Regions from separate parts of the Gossypium hirsutum genome. Here region 2 is linked to region 1. Evidence: chromatin contacts called from public Hi-C data. All regions are on one chromosome and are shown on one strand. The core of a region is the stretch at or near the end of the contact, and the rest is flanking DNA. Distances in the headings are between cores, read along the strand shown. Region 1 holds the start of LOC107957351 (probable methyltransferase PMT2). Region 2 holds the start of LOC107957355 (phosphate transporter PHO1 homolog 3).

What was found. Hi-C and Micro-C count contacts between places; a contact is called where the count stands out from the background.
Region 2: a contact with region 1 is called in a Hi-C map of leaf, with 2.5 times the contacts expected there. The contact joins the promoter of LOC107957355 here to the promoter of LOC107957351 in region 1. A contact is called at or near these places in 5 of 34 Hi-C or Micro-C datasets (hypocotyl and leaf).

The regions. Positions count from the first base shown.
Region 1 is chrA05:44,614,667-44,617,958 of Gossypium_hirsutum_v2.1, reverse strand. It overlaps LOC107957351 (probable methyltransferase PMT2), which reads left to right and starts at 1,609. Exons shown (of 7, transcript XM_041112441.1): 1 at 1,609-1,962; 2 at 2,124-2,785; 3 at 2,895-3,105; 4 at 3,231-3,292. The coding sequence starts at 2,141.
Region 2 is chrA05:45,002,222-45,005,513 of Gossypium_hirsutum_v2.1, reverse strand. It overlaps LOC107957355 (phosphate transporter PHO1 homolog 3), which reads right to left and starts at 1,652. Exons shown (of 8, transcript XM_016892865.2): 1 at 1,064-1,652; 2 at 648-981; 3 at 319-569. The coding sequence starts at 1,652.

The DNA.
Region 1 (3,292 bases), core at 360-2,859:
ATTTTAAATATATTAGTGGTCCTTAATTTTATAATGTAAAATTAAATAACTTTATATGTTTAGGATAATTATTTATGGAATTTTTTAACTTTGGGAGATTAAATAGGGTGTGAGAGAGTTTGATAGTAACTACTCATCCATATCTCATTCAAAAAAAGTTTTATGTGATTTAATAACTACTCTTCCATATCTCATTCATTATCTCTAAAAAGATAATGTGAGTTTTTTTTTAGAGAGTTTTCAAATGTTTTGGATAAGCACAATCTTTTAAACAATTTTACATTAATTAATGTTATGGATGGAAGTTAATTCATTATTATTTTTATTTTTTTCCCAAGAGAAGTTGATATTTAATTTTTCAACTTTTATATATTTATATGTTTGTTTATTTGGATCTTACAACTAGAATCTAAGAAATTCTGAGTTAATTACAAATGTATATTAAATACTATTGAGAAATTAATTAAAAATTAGTTATTTAATAATAAACTATTAATTTAAGGGTTAATATTTGGTAAATAATGTATTTTTTTTATTTTACAATCAGCTTTAAAATTTTACTATGAATTTTTCAATATCTTTTTAATATATTTCTATAAAATATTTATCAACTTTCGACGTTACTTGTTAAGTTTAACAATTCTATTTTTTAAATTAATATTTTTTTATAAAAGAACGTACTTTTATTTATTTTAAAAAATAAAAAATAAATAAAATAATTTAACCCTCCATTAGATATTTCTTTTGTAAAAACACCGACATGGTATTAAAAAAGAGAATAAAATGATAAAAAAGGGGACAGAGAGGCAGGATTTAGGCCGTCCTGGTTAAAAGGGATAATAACACTTCTAACCCCTTGTATTTATGCTACCTTTACTCGGTTATGTGTGTTAAAAAAAAAAGAACAAGAAAAAGGAAATCATTGTCCGAACTTAGGCCTTCAACAAACCAAATCAAAGCAGTTTAACCTCAATAGCTTTCTGTATCAATATACAAGTTGTCTGATACAGATATTTTATGATCATTTACATTAACCACCATTTGATTTTATGATTTCCCATCCTACGCTCCATATTAGTTGATGTGCAACTTGATTATCAATCACCGCCTCTTTAAACGTAAATCTGGATCCGTATGGGGGCATGGGACCCACCCCTTCACCTTTTTTTTCTTTTTTTCCTTATCAATTCCTAACCTTTCTTTCTTAGCGCGTGGGTCCCCCTTTGCTCTCTCTTCTCCCAATGCGTATTAGCGCACCGTTTTTATTAACACCGGAACCGAACCGAACGAATCGACCCCGGTCTTTTTTAATAACACCAAAATATAAGGTCTAAATGTTCTCTCAGTCCCTGTAATTTTTTGAACTTTAATCACTTTATGTCTTTAATACTATTAGTTGGTTTATAAATTTTTTTTAAATATCATATGTACCTATTAATAATATCATGGATTGGACTTCGGTTTTCAATTCAAATAATGATTATATTTTAAAATGAAATAATAGAGACTAAATTGTAAAAAGTTGAAGAATACAGGGACTGAGGTTATATTTAAACTAAAACATAAGGAAGATTAAAAATAAAGCGAGATCTCTGTGTTTCTTGTAATTAGGAGACTTAGATTGTATTTATAAACCCAAAACTAGGATTCACGACAAATTGAAAGACAAAAGATAGAGTCGAAATTTGGGATTCTTTTATCCCAATCAATCCCTATTTATATAATTAAAACCCTTTTCTCTTTAAACCTTGTTTTCATGGTGATCGTTCTTCTTCGAGTTTAATATTATCGAAGATTTCTTTTGGAGGAAAGCAGGTTTTTTTTTTCTTAAAAACTTTTCAGTGTTTTATTGACACGTCTCTCCCTTTCCTTCCCTTCCAAGCTCTGAAAATCTCCCTTCCATCATTTAATTCTCTTTTCTTTGAGATCTTCACCCGCTGATTTCATCTATTCATGCGATTGGTAACTCATCTGACACTTCTTTCCTTCCTTCCATCATGGGTTTATATTTTTCCTTCTGATTTAAAGATTCTTTTTTTTTCAATTTTTACTCAAATCAGCTCTTAGCTAGTTTAAGTCCACTGATCTTTGGTCCCCATCATTGGATGCTTATGATTTTGCAGGTTACTATTTTAAAAAAATGGCACTGAAACCGAATTCAGCGGATGGTAGAACAAGGAGTTGGGTGCAGATATTTATCGTTTTTGGATTATGTTGTTTTTTCTACATATTAGGAGCATGGCAACGAAGTGGTTTCGGCAAAGGGGATAGCATAGCTCTAGAGATAACCAAACACGGCGCCGATTGTAACATCATCCCGTCGTTGAACTTCGAAACCCATCACGCCGGCGAAGTGGGGAACGTCGGTGAATCCGAAAAGATCAAGTCTTTTCAGCCCTGCCCTCCTCGTTACGTTGATTACACGCCTTGCCAAGATCAAAAGCGTGCCATGACTTTCCCCAGGGACAACATGATCTATCGGGAGAGGCATTGTCCCAGGGAGGAAGAGAAGTTGCATTGTCTTGTCCCGGCACCTAAAGGATACGTGACCCCGTTTCCTTGGCCTAAGAGTAGGGACTATGTGCCTTATGCTAATGCTCCCTATAAGGCCTTGACGGTAGAGAAGGCTATTCAGAACTGGATCCAATATGAGGGTAATGTATTCAGGTTCCCTGGTGGAGGAACGCAGTTCCCACAAGGTGCGGATAAGTATATTGATCAGCTTGCTGCTGTGATCCCGATTACGAACGGGACTGTAAGGACTGCACTTGATACCGGTTGTGGGGTATGTCATACTGTCATGTTCTTCAAAGTTTTTCAGATGATCTATTGATTTGTAGCTTTGAGGATCTGTTTTAGGTGTATAAATCTTAAAAATTGGTTCCTTTATATAGGTTGCGAGTTGGGGGGCATATTTGTGGAGTAGAAACGTCCTTACCATGTCATTTGCGCCAAGAGATTCACATGAAGCACAGGTTCAGTTTGCCCTTGAAAGAGGTGTTCCTGCTGTTATTGGTGTTCTTGGGACCATAAAAATGCCATATCCATCCAGAGCTTTTGATATGGCTCATTGTTCTCGTTGCTTGATTCCATGGGGAGCAAATGGTGAGTCATATGCTCAAACCGAGTGTTCCTTTGAGATTTGTCCTTTGAGGTGTTGTTTTAGTGAAGATTTGTCGTAGTAGATGTTAAGTGATGGATGACTGATTATGGATTTGTCTAAATTGCAGATGGCATGTATTTGAAGGAGGTTGATCGTGTTCTTAGACCAGGTGGTTACTGGGTACTTTCT
Region 2 (3,292 bases), core at 403-2,902, 390 kb before region 1:
TGTTTTCGTAGTAGACTTCTTTTTTCTTTTTCTTTTTTTACTTCAAAAGGTGTTTTCTAATAAATTTTTATTTAATTTTTTTCGTGAAAAAACAAATATTTTAAAAGATATATTTTTATGCTGTCTACGTAGTAGCGGCATTAATAAAAAAAATTGTAATGATTTACTGAAAAATTGAAAGGTGCTGTGCTGCAAGTGTGTTATGCAACACAAAATTTTTGTAAATAATTTTCTCCCATCCCATTTTTATAATTAATTAATTTTTTATATTATTTTTATTAAGAAAAAAGCCACTTTCAACAACAACAGAAATCTTACCAGTTGAAAAAGTTACCCTATGCCTGTCTCTTTTGGCTTTGGGTCTTAAGATATTCATCCCTTTAGTACGATTGGCATTGGAAAAATGCTTGATGAATGTAGCTTCAACTCTCTCCATCAGCTTTGTAATATCATCAGAGCTACCAAGGTTGGAGTTATCCACCATTTTCATGTAAGATCTCGATGCACTTCTCGATGTGATCTTATCATACTTCTTCATGATTTTGGAGAATGCCAAGGTATTCAAAAAGCTGTTGAGTTCCAGGAAAAACAAAAACTGAGTAATAAGACCTAACGATGAAATAAATTAAGCCTGGCCAGTTATGTACCTGTAACTTTTAAGCAGGCGAAGCTTTTGGTAAAATTCAACGAAAGCCCGCTTGAGTTGATCTTCAACTTTTCTTAGATTTTCCCTACTGAAACTCATCTCCGCCTGTTTTGGAACCTGCAGAACACCTTTAATGGTGGAACGAGGAGTTTCGAGAGTGTTGTTCATCTTCACCCGATCTAGTACTTCTAGCGGTGCGGGCTTCACCCCCTTGATTTTGGGTTTCGGCGGTTTTGGCTCCTGAACTGGAGTTTCCATCTCTTTCTCATCATCTTTATCATCTTCAGTTTGTCCATGGATGCTTTCTTCAATGGCTTCCAAGTGAGCAGCTCTTTCTGCACATCAAACAGGTTGAAGTTCAATTAATTATTTTTACGATAATTCTCGATATAAATATAATTGTAAGTTGCAACTTACTGCTCTTTGATCTACCCCCAGATGGAGTAGTAGGAACCGACAGTGATGCAGTGGAAACAGCAATGTCGGAAGCAAGACGAGTCATCTCGACGGACCTATCGAAATTCACCGGGGGATTCTCAACTTTGATCCTAAAAGCAATCAAAGCATCCATTTGTTTGTTCAAAACATTTGCTTCTTTCATCACTTCCTCCACCTTATCCTTATAAAATTTGTTCACTTTGTTCAGCTCATCATCAAGCCTTCTAAAGTAAACCAGCTCATACTCTCCCCCCTCATCCGACGACATAAGGAACGTGGTTTCGTAACTTTCAGAACCGTTCCGTTCGACGGAGTTTACCAGAATGGGTTGGCTTTCGATATCGGGTGATGCAGAAGAAGGGCTGGTGGGGTTGTGGTGGTTCTTCTGCGTTAGCCCACTGAAAGCTCTATAAAGTGTAAGTTTTCGTTTTAAACCAGTAGACGGTGGCTTCGTCCTATGCTTGAAACGTTGGATTTCTTTTAAAAGAGTCTTCAAGTATTCATAATCCATGTACGCATTTTGCCATTCCGGCACCATCTGCGACGCGAATTCCTTCCCGAACTTCATCTTCCCCTTGTCAATACAGATAAAACACTGTAATGCTAACAGCTTTTGTAAGCCTCTTAAAAACCCCCAGAGCAAGTTGAGTTAAGAATTAAAGGGCCAATTTGATGAGGGGAGCAGGGTCCATTAGGTGTAAAGCTTAAATAATATGGTAATTGTGGGAAGGGAAACGAAAGGGATGGGTCGAAAATATCCAATATATTGGAGGAAAAGGTGTGAATACCTTTTACCCATGCATGTTTTTGAGTGGTAGTGTGAGCCATAGTAATACTTATAAAAGCAACAAAGCTGTCAGATATCAGAAGAATGCAAGTCCGACGCGGAAGTTGAAATAAAAACACCACTTGCAAGAAGCCACGCCAAACATAGAATACTCTAAAATCACATATTTGTATGTATTAGTTATATATTTATTTTGAGTACTATCCTACTAGTTTAAGCTATTTATAGTTTTATTTTTTAGAGACTAAATTAGAGGTAAAAAGAAATTTAAGTGAAAAAATCACGAATTTAAAGATAAAATGGGCCAACATGCAACATAAGGAAAAAGGTGGTGCAAAAAATGCAAGCATGGACAACATAAGAGCTAAAGTGCAAAAGAAGAAATTTTATCACAAGACTCTATTTTAATTCCAATTATATTAGGATAATTATTAAGGATTATTAGTTAGATTTTTAGAATTTATTTTTATTTATCTTTATTTATATTTAATTATTTGTATTTATTTTTTAGAATTTAAGTAGGACTAGACTATCTTTTCTAAATAGGGGATGGAGTAACACAAGTTTCACATCCTTTTTTTTCTGTAAATACTCTCTCCCCATCAAGTTTAGTCTCTTTTTTTCCCAAAAAAATTACGAGCCACTAAATCTATTTAGCCGAATATTGTCAAAATTCCCCAAAAAAGGTTCTTGAGGCTTAGAACCCGTACTTAGCCTTCTCAACGAATATTCATCGCTACTCCGTATTACGGGGATGACGTTTCCATCCATATCCCTTAAAAGATGATCTTTTCAACATGTGCAAAGGTGGCCGCTTTGTATATTTTGAGAAGGTTGTATAGTTGGTTCGTTAGCTTAATGTGTCGAAGGTTTGCAAGCCCAAGAGACAAAATGGCGTAGGATTTGTCATTGAGAAGTGATGATTTAACATAAGATAATCCCACAGAAGCGATTGTTGGCTAGAGTCAAGTTTTGCTAAAATTGTAAGTCTAAATTCTTGGAGTTGGTGGTCGTAGGCGTCCTCTTCCAATATAACTGGCTTATTCTATTTCAGAATGATCACCTAAAAGCTGAAGATTGAATCCAAGGCAGATCGAGACAACTGGTGGCTAGAATCTCTTTATAAGAACACAATTTCCTCAACTTTATTTATTTCTATTATTTTTAATTTTCGAAAACTCAATCAAAACTTTTAATTCTATTTTTTTATTTCTTTTTCAGATACGCAAGTTTTCTTAAGTACGATTCTGATCAAGATTCCGAAAAACAATCAATACTTATAAAAGCAACAAAGCTTTCGATATCAGAAGAATGAAAGTGGGATGCGGCAGTTGAAATAAAAACACCACTTGCAAGAAGCCACACCAAGCATTGGTCATTGACACTTTCCCTTGGTATAATTTTCTTAACATTAGTTTTAA